3 separate regions of the Mus musculus genome follow, and all the other regions are linked to region 2. The links are chromatin contacts, called in public HiChIP or PLAC-seq maps. All regions are on one chromosome and are shown on one strand. Each heading gives the region's core, a stretch centred on a gene start, on an enhancer-like site or on the middle of the called end of the contact. The rest is flanking DNA. Distances are from core to core; before and after follow the strand shown.

Region 1 (3,046 bases), core at 427-2,926, 250 kb before region 2:
GTATTAGATAGTCCCCTGGGGCTATGGCCTTGCCAGCCACAGGTGTTTAGCCAGTTAGCAGTGCCAAGCAAGCTTCCATCTTTTAGAACAGGCTTTAAATCCAGTCAGAAATTTGATGCATGATATTTGTGCAACTCTTGGTCCAGTGGACACACCTTTATGGGCCAGTCCTTACTGTAGCTCTCAGCCTCCACAGCTGGTTATGATTGCTGAACATTTTCTCCTTCAGTGATATAAATAGAACCTTCTAGAACTGTGAGAGCTAGCAAGTAGGGATGAAGCTTCCAGGCCAGTGCCAGCATGATTTCTTTACAGATTCTTACAAAACTTGCTGCAGATATTGTTCTTGTTTATCTTGTGTGGTCAGTGAGCTTACAATCAAAACATCTCACACCCCACACACACACTGGATCAGTGAGTTAAAGAAGTAAAAGTTGTATTTTCTATTGGAACATTAAAGTTGTGCAAAGAAAAATGTATGTAACCTGGCTCCTTGTTTTAAGTTTTGTTATTTTAATAATAGAAGAATTTCAGTGGCCATAAGATCTCAGTTTGGTGAGTCTGGGCATGGTGGTAGACATCTGTAACTCACAACTCTGGAGGCCACAGCAAGATCTCAAGTTGCATACCAGCCCAGTTTTACACTAAAGTTCACTGCATAAACCCAGGGCTAACGACATAGCTGGCACTAAGAATATTCTTTGTCTGTGGTCTCATAAAGCATAGGCTGCTGAGCTGTATGAGCTAGGACAGCCTGGGCTCACAGGGATGTGTGAGCTGTATGAGCTAGGACAGCCTGGGCTCACAGGGATTTGTGGGCCTGTCCTGCTCCTATGTGGGTGAGCATTCGAGCCCAGATCCTCATGCCCACCCAGCAAGTGCTCAGATCCAGGGAGCCATCTCAGCTTTATAACTTTCTATTGTTTTGGATTGTGTTCATTTGTGTATGTATCTCCTTGTGGGCGTGTGCACGTGGATGCATATGTCTGTGGAGGCTGACGGCATTGGAGTCCCCTGGAGCTGGAATGACAGTACAACTCAACTCAATCTTCTTCCGAGCCGTCTCAGCTCCAGGAGTCTGGATTTTGTGGTAGCAGTGGAACTCTTGAAACCTCTGCCTCCTAGGCTTATTCTTGACACAGAGGGGATCTAGTCTATATTAGAGGACCAAGGGCTGTGATTATCTTTCCTTCCACTCTGAGAATGAACAAGTCTTTAAAGTGGAGTGTTTGTCAATCAGAGAAAACATGGCTACAGTTTAATAATGAACAAATACCGCTTATATTACGGTCATGCACCAACTGCTCCATATACCATTGCTGGAAGGCTAAGGTGACAAAGAACCAACTTGTTGGGCTTCTTCTGGTTTTAAAAGTTTTTTGGGTTTGACTAGAGAGCTAATCAAACTGGGAACTCTTTAAAGGTTTAAATCAGAATTAAAAAACAAACAACAACAAACCCTGAGCTTACGTGGCTGGGTTGTTTTATTTTCAGCTGTGTACTTTCAGCAATAATCAAATAAAAATTTTGATGTAAAAATTTATTGGCTTTATTCATTTTACAAAACATAGTTACACGCATGAAGGTTTTTGGGCTAGTGTCCCTGAGAGCAGTCACCAGCAGTACTTCCTAAGATGTAGTTGGTAGGTATGTTACAGTCTTCACCCAAAAGAGGGCAGTAGAGTGCTGTGTTTTATCCTAGGTTTATCTTGAACTAGCTGGTGAATCACAATGCCAGGCTTCCTTGTGTTCTTGACTTTAAAACTGAAGTTACCCTGCTGAACACCCGTGTGCTTTCCTTTGTCTCTATGGTATAGTTACTATACTTTCCTTTGTCTCTATAGTATAATTACTATACTTTCCTTTGTCTGTATAGAATACTTATATTCCAAGGAAGCTGCTGTACACCTGGCACAGTTCCAGCAGTTGAACATTGTTCTGACTTCATTTGTTTTTCTACAAGTAAAAGGGAAAAAGTTTGAACAGTTTTCAGTAATCCAGACATAGGGAATTCATGGGCATGAATGTGGTGGATTAGTCTTGCTGATCGGGTCTTTGAGGCTTGTTACTTGGGCTGGTTGATTATTTTACAAACAAGAAAAGTGGATTATTTAAAAGGCCAAATTATTCCTCTGCCTGGCCCTTAGCCATCATATGAGTTTATGGCATAAAGTAATTACTTCATAACACATGGCTCTTTCTTTTAATTAATTAGTTAATTAATTTAATGTACGTGAATACGCTGTCACTGTTTTCATGCACACCAGAAGAGGGCATCAAATCTCATTACAGATGGTTATGAACCACTATGTGGTGGCTGTGAATTGAACTCACGACTCTAGAAGAGTAAACAGTGCTCTTAACCCCTGAGCCATCTCTCCAGCCCCCAGCTCTTTCTTTTATACGTAGAGTTGGATGGAAGTTGAAAAGTGTCTTAATGTGTCTAAGTTAAACAGTGTCTGATTCAGCGCCGCCTCCATATCACTCTTCATCAGGTTTCTCTCCATGACTTGCTCAGTCTGCTTTCTTACAGAACTCAGGACCACGGGGCCACAATGGACTGGATCCTCCCCAGTCCATCACCAATTAAGAAATTGCTCTACATACAGGTTTATCTACAGTCCAATCTTAGGAAGGCATTTTCTCAACAGAGGTTCCCTCCTATCAAATGACTATAGCTGTGTCAAGTTGCCACAAATAGTAGCTCACCAGATTGATCCCTTGTCAAGTTGACACACAAACACATTACTGTTAAGACATCACGTTTTCTTTCTTGTTTACTCGCAATATCACACATTAATAAGTATCACAAATAAAAACCACAGCACACACTTGAAAGTCCCACCGTCTTTACAAATTTGAACACTTTAAAAGTTCAGACTCTAAAATGGAAAAATTCAAAGTTTCTTTTAAAAGTCTCTGTAAGACTCTAAAAGTTTCTCTTTAAAAGTGTAAAATCTCAACCATGGGCCCCTGTAAGATCAGAGTAAGCTAAATAGTTTCTTATTCCAGGGAGGAGTGACCATGGTGGCGCAGTCACAATCTG
Region 2 (3,282 bases), core at 469-2,968:
CACATATCTGCACATACCCTAAATGTGATTTCAACATGTTAACAGTGTGAGCCTCTCAGAGCAAAGGCAATTTGCCCATCAGCTGTTGCCCCTCTGTGTCATATGGCATCTACGGGGACAGAAAGGATTCAAATGGAAGAAAATGTTTTGGGACAGCAAACAAAGGCAGAGTACTGAGTAAAGGAGAAACTGCAAGAGAGGCCAGAAAATTGAGTGGGAACTGAAGCTCTGTGCTGGGAGTCAGGGAGCTTGGAGCGCCTGGGGGGAGATAAGCAGAGAAGGCTCTAGAATTCCAATAAAGGTCACACCCTCAGATAACACCCAGGAGAGCTGGTGTACTCCTTATGTGTGTCAATATATCCCAGGGTCTAGGGCAACACTTGGTGCAGTGTAGATGACTAGAGAAAACCACATGATAGTAAGGGCCTTAGTTACCTAGTTAACGGAGTGTCAAAGTGATACTTAGAATTTACTTTTAAAAGGTAGAGAATAAAAAGACCTCCTCTTTTCCCATGCAGGCCCTTAAGTATTTGGGCAATAAAAATCACATGTGTGCATCTGGAGGAAACCAGAATCAGATTTACCCACTTGATGCATGAATGCATTATTTAAGTCTCAAAGAAAAGATAAAACGCTGGCTTCGTTTTACAGTTTACACGAACATAAATCACACACAGGGAAGTTATAAAGTCACTGAGCAGTTTTTAAAAGTTTCATAGCTCTGCTATAAGAGGTTGAAGAAATAACTTATATGTGGCTTGCAACTCAGACTCCCCTCCTGAAGCAGTTTGCTAGCCCTGACACTTATCATCTTCTTGTCTCTGACAAGCATGTGGGTTTGTCACCAGGCGGTTCATGACGAATATGTTTTATGTGCTCGCACAAGGTTGCTTGTGAATGCTGCTTTGCTTTAAAGTGTCCCGCTGAGACGTAAAGCAAGTTTAGCAATGCCCACAAGCAGATAGAGATGTCGAATGAACAAAGCTAGAAGAAGCCAACGTGCCTTTGTTATGCGTCTCATCATTGTCCCTTCTTTCCAGCAAGCCATCCATGCTGCCACACGCTCCACTCAAGACAGCTCTCCACATAGCAACTAACCCGGCAGGCTTCTGGCCCCAAGCACTGTTGGCAGACATGGTGCAAAATCCTTGGGAAGCCGGCAGTGGCTAACCAGGCTGACTGTGGTCCTCACCATTCTTTAATGAAGCCAGGGCTGCCCAAACCAATTGGCTAGACACCTCCATTCCTCAAAGCTGGAAGGAGGAGCCAAAGTGGGAGTTTTTGTTATTCCTGTTGAAGATGCAGTTTTGCATCTTCCTTGTCCATGTAACTCAGAGTTCCCTACTCCCTTCCTGTTTAAAAAGGTGAATGAGAGGAGGAAGAAAGTCACACCCAACATCCTTTAGCAAAACTCTCCCTCGTTACCCAAATGCAAAAGTTCATTAGCTGAATAAACCATTCTCCTCAGACCTCTTTATTCCATTCTCTCTGCCCTTCCCCCTCCTTTCGTTTTAACCATTTGGGTTAGAATTAAGTCTTTGTGATACTCAGCACATTTAGGGACTCTCAAGCAGCCAGCCAGGCCTGGTGCTTGGGCCCCTGGCAGGGCTGACTTTGTGGGCTCCGTTCCAATCAGTGAACGGATGAGACGAGGAGACCCTCCAAACTGGTCCTGTGTCTGCAAGTGATTCACACCATAAACACGCCCAGGAAATGAATCAGAGAGGCATGGGATTGGGAGTGCGTCATGGAATCGAGAGCTCGGGGGCATCCTGGGGAGGCAGACACTCATCTGTGGCCCAGCAGCCTCTCTGCAAAGCAGAGCTGTAGCAAGAGAATGCACCAGAAGAATAACACTCCGGGGCGTTATAAGATGCTCTCAAACTCAAATGAAGCAGACCCAAACCCTCAGCTCCTCGCCACACTCCCTGTCCCTCCAAGTCTGTCCTCGCAGAACAAAGGCCTGTGTGGATGAATGAGCAAACGAGCGAGAGGAAAAAAGAAACCACCCTTTTTTGACTATAACCAGAGTCTCATGGGATTTGAAGAAATACTGTGATTATGTTTAAATATTCACTGAAAAGTTTATTTAAGAATCCTCATTTATACAGGGAATTATCCACATAGAGCACAGTAGATTCAGAGCTTAAAAACCTGGTTGGTTGATAGTATACTCTGATACGTACGAGAATATTGTAGGAAAAGAGAAAAGTAACTTATTTTCTTAGGGTACAACAGATCTGTCTGACTGGTAAGGTCACTTTTCTATTAAGGAACCCACCTAGCCCCCCAGCCCCTGTTTTAAGAGAACTGCTCTCATTTTGCGTTTTATCTAGAATTGGCTTAGAACTCATGTGGCAGGCAGGAGAGTAGAAATAATCAAAAGCAAGGAAGAGGCCTTTTTTCAGTGTGTGCAGTGGCGATGTCATCACATGCTATCAGAGTGACGCCTGCAAGGCCCCTTCCGAAGCGGAGCTCCTCACGGCTCCAAGCAGCCCTGTGCCCTCCACAGTCATACAGATGGGGCTTTTGATTTGGTGACAGCAAGATCTCCACGTGGCCTTAGGTTTGAAACGTTTTCTTAGGGCTGGTGAGGTGGCTCAGTAGTGAAGGGCACCGGCTGCTCTCACAGGGGACCCAGGTTTGGTTCCCAGCATCTACATGCACACAACCAACCACCCGGAACTCAAATAAAGAAACAAATTGCCTTTAAGGTCTAGAAGTGTCTGCTCACTCTGTTGAGCAGGAGGAGTGTGTTGCTCTTCTGAAATGAACTAAAATACTTCAACTTCTATTAAATCCTCTTACACTCTTAATTATGGAAAATAGCTCCTAATTCCTTCTAAATAGCATTCTTTAATCAAATTTTTAATCATTGTAATTTCTACACAAGGTCATCCCCAACAAAAACATACTGTCCAGAAAACTTTTTTTTTTTAATTTTTCCCCTGAAAGGGATATGTTAGTACTTGGCAATTTTTTTTCTAAAAATACTTTAAAAGTCTAAGTTAAAAACACAGAGAGCAATACTTTTCAGTAATGTGACCAAAGACACTGGAGGATTTTAGAGATGACACAGCTTAGCAGCCTTGTGTTCCAGGAAGATCCGACTCACCAGCAGTACCCGATCTGCTCGGGGCATGTCTCATAGAGTACTGTGAGCCAGCCTTCCTCACTGGACCCAATATGCGGGATAATTAGCCTATGAGGGAAACGTTGTCAAGGTGGAATCCGTGGTCTCGGCTTCATTGCTGGAGGCAAGGCTTATCAAGGAGTGAACAA
Region 3 (3,137 bases), core at 135-2,634, 140 kb after region 2:
GTAGATTTCTTTTTTCTTCCTTTCCATCTCCCCTGGGCCCTGAGCCTAAGAGGTTGCATAGCTGTTCACATTCAGGTCAGAGCTTTTAGTTCTCTCAGGAGATGCACACACACACACACACACACACACACACACACACACACACACACACACACACACGGTGTGCTTTCCTGACCTCCTAGGCATGTCTCATCTAACCGAGCTGAGAACCAAGATTTACCATGACAAACTCAATCCCTGTTCCATGTGTCTCCAAAACCTATGGAAAGCTAAACACTTGCCCCTCAGCTTAGTTTTACTCTTTCAAAGGGCATTTGCTCCCTGCAAGTATTCAGTATCCAAGCATAATCTACCTTGTGATGAATATTTCCCAACAGTTTTCTGTATACTGTGCAATATTTCTATTGAACCTTCTCCCTCCTACTGAACTAGTTAATTTCTACACTGATTCCCAGAATTAGCCTTGCAAACCCGGCCAGTTCTTGCTCATCTGACTCTAAATTAGCTTTCTAGGCTCTTCTCTTATCACACTCTTCTTCTTTAGCTTTTCTTACTCCCTCGCTGCAGTTAGCTGCAGTCTACATCAGGAGAACCAAAACCTTTCTGGGTTTCTGCCTGAAAAATCACCGCACCTCTTCAGCACCCAGATTGCCCATTTCTTGGCAGTGTAGCCTAGCTTGTCCCTCCTCGACACCAGGGATAGTTCCAGCTTTCTTTCTCAGTCTACTTTTATGCTCAAACTTTGTGCTTTACAGTGCTGAAAATTGGACCCAGCTGTATCGGTGCTCAGCATGTGCTGACTGAGCAGCACTGCAGCCCTCGTTGGGAAGCCCTCTACAGCATTTCCTGCTCTGCACTGTTGCTTGCTAACTGCTCCTTAGAGCCTTTATAGTCAAGTTGCGCTCCGTGGACCAGCAACATCAGTCTCTCAGGAATCTCAGGCCCTCCCACAACCTAGAACAGGAGATCTCGTGTTCATGAAGTCTCATGGGGTATGTGTAGACTATAGACCTGGACAAGACCCCCTTCCCCCTTTCACAGTCTGTGAAATCAGGATGAAAGCAGTTGGATCTTGTCTGTCTTCAAACTTAGCCTAGGAGGACTGGCCTATGGGGATGTTTGGTGAGTCAAAGAGCAAACACTTCCAGGGCTTCTCATGACAGCCCTTAAGAGACAAGAGCTATCAACTCACTGCCAAAGATGGAAAAACTGAGGCTAAAGACTTGAGGGAAATTCCCCAGAAACTCTGTCCGTGGTTACTAGGATGAGCGCCAAGCTTCGCTAATTTTAAATTTTGAATTCTTGTCATTTCCCTACAGGGTTCCCACACATAATGATGCACATCTACGCACTTGCTCTTACAGTATTTATCTTAGCATTAGGATCATGCCCAGACAGGGTGAGTCGTCACTCACTTTAATGTTCACGGTCTCTCTCGTTCCTGTGCTCATAAAACCTTATCGAGCTCCCACTATTAGCATAATGTTGTGTTCAGTATTAAGCATGGAGAGCAGAATAAGCCACATCAGTTTCTCACGGGGGTACCAAGCAGTAAGGGGCAGTCTTCACACATAGAGAAGTACTACACCTGTGTGTGTGTGTGTGTGTGTGTGTGTGTACCTACAATAAGGAGAAAAATATGAGTAAATATACTTTATACAACCTACTGTATGTGCTGTCAAACAAAATCTGGTAAGGAGAGATACAGGAAAAGACCCACCGGGGCCCCATTCAGTTTTCAATGCATCAAAGATTTATATACTCTTCCCATTATCATTAATGACTGTTATGAACTTAATTTGTCCCCACACACCAAGGGGGGAATAAATTCCACACAGAGGGGAAATAGAGGGTATGTAAAGGAAAAAAAAGTATTTTATGCATAAGGATGAGTGAAGGCTGGTAATGACCACAGTGGGGGTGATAGTAATTTTTAAAAAAAATTCCTCATTATGAGTCATAAAAGACATAGGCCAATATGGGGGAGAGAGAGAGAGAGACAGAGAGAGACAGAGAGAGAGAGAGAGAGAGAGAAAATATAAATGAGAATTATCCAAAAAAGCAAAACATTCTTAGTTGACTCCAATGAATGAATCCACGGGGTTGGTAAGTGACTTACACGGGTCAAAATAGATTTTGCTCGAGAACAAGCTAAGAGGAGCCAGTTTGCAAGTCATCAGCACAGAGGCATTCTGCAGAGCAGCACTGTGACATATTTTAATGTCTTCCCGGCTAATAAGAGTAAAACAGACAAGCAAGCACAGGCCTGGGACTTGGACCATAATTTCTGCTGCCCTGGGAACAGCATTTCATAGAGTGATCAGGAGATTTTTGCTCCTCATCAGATCTTTATTAATCTACTGTCATGTCTCTGTATTTTATTGTTCCTGCCAGGTAACAGATTATATTAATAATTTGAGGTCATAAAATATAGAGGCTAACTCAGGGGCCTGAGAACAAGGTGAAGAATGTGTCTGGCATGATCCTTTTCTTCCCAGAACCTCTGCTTTTCCTGTTAGGGGAGGTGAATAGATAGCATTCCCAGGGCTGTCTGTCATATGAGAGGGCCAAGACTTGTTGTGTATTCCCCAAAGGCAATCAAAATCCTGCAATTTGCATGTAAGACTCACAGTACAAAAGGCACATAGACACTGTTACCAAAATACACAGGCCCTGGGTTGCATTCTCAGCAAAGGGGTGTGTGGAGCATAGAAGAATAAAATACACCATTTGCTTAGAACCAAGTCAAACTCTCCCAACAAGCTTGCTACCCAGCTCATCTCCTATAAAGAAGGAAGATAAACTGGGAGGAGTTAGGAAAGATGTTAAAGTTGCATTATAATATCAAGGGGCGGCAAAAAAATTCTTTCTTAAAAAGTAGAACCCAGTGTATGTTAGGAATGTCAATTCTAAGCACTGCTGACAAAAAGGAAAGGCTAGAATTTAACTGGGTTCACTGCAGGCTACATATGATAACACAATTGTTATTGCGAAATGAAGCCTCGGTTACAATTCTGGTGCCTTGGTTTTTATATTTAGGTGGTTGTTAAAATAAGATGGAATGCTGGCAAGCTGCCACAGGACAGCAAAGAACCCACAGAACGTGGAAGAAATGGCCACAGAAACACAGCAGAAAA

Evidence for each region. HiChIP or PLAC-seq counts read pairs in DNA pulled down with a chosen protein or histone mark.
Region 1: a contact with region 2 is called in an H3K27ac HiChIP or PLAC-seq map of heart atrium, with 4 times the contacts expected there. The contact joins two enhancer-like sites. A contact is called at or near these places in 2 of 15 datasets of contacts at CTCF or cohesin (large pre-B cells and pro-B cells), 3 of 484 Hi-C or Micro-C datasets (cerebellar granule neurons and liver) and 2 of 115 datasets of contacts at active chromatin or transcription factors (embryonic fibroblasts and heart atrium).
Region 3: an H3K27ac HiChIP or PLAC-seq map of embryonic fibroblasts shows a contact between it and region 2, with 19 read pairs. The contact joins two enhancer-like sites. A contact is called at or near these places in 6 of 484 Hi-C or Micro-C datasets (the C2C12 cell line, adipose-derived mesenchymal stem cells, cranial neural crest and 3 more) and 3 of 115 datasets of contacts at active chromatin or transcription factors (embryonic basal ganglia, embryonic fibroblasts and stem cell-derived neural progenitor cells).

What each region holds. Positions count from the first base shown.
Region 1 is chr3:53,447,076-53,450,121 of GRCm38.p6, reverse strand. No RefSeq gene overlaps it. Among named protein-coding and RNA genes, the nearest start is that of Gm16206, 4.0 kb to the left of the region's middle. Within about 2 kb of position 1,676, at least 8 of the 459 cell types and tissues checked have an H3K27ac peak or open chromatin away from gene starts, as enhancers often do. A contact at or near this core is called in heart atrium, where this site is marked.
Region 2 is chr3:53,200,262-53,203,543 of GRCm38.p6, reverse strand. All of the region lies in intron 2 of Lhfp (lipoma HMGIC fusion partner), which reads right to left. Among named protein-coding and RNA genes, the nearest start is that of C130075A20Rik, 110 kb to the right of the region's middle. Within about 2 kb of position 1,718, at least 90 of the 459 cell types and tissues checked have an H3K27ac peak or open chromatin away from gene starts, as enhancers often do. A contact at or near this core is called in the C2C12 cell line, adipose-derived mesenchymal stem cells, embryonic fibroblasts and 2 more, where this site is marked.
Region 3 is chr3:53,063,853-53,066,989 of GRCm38.p6, reverse strand. The region is part of intron 2 of Lhfp (lipoma HMGIC fusion partner); the gene reads right to left. Among named protein-coding and RNA genes, the nearest start is that of Lhfp, 24 kb to the right of the region's middle. Within about 2 kb of position 1,384, at least 64 of the 459 cell types and tissues checked have an H3K27ac peak or open chromatin away from gene starts, as enhancers often do. A contact at or near this core is called in the C2C12 cell line, adipose-derived mesenchymal stem cells, embryonic fibroblasts and 1 more, where this site is marked.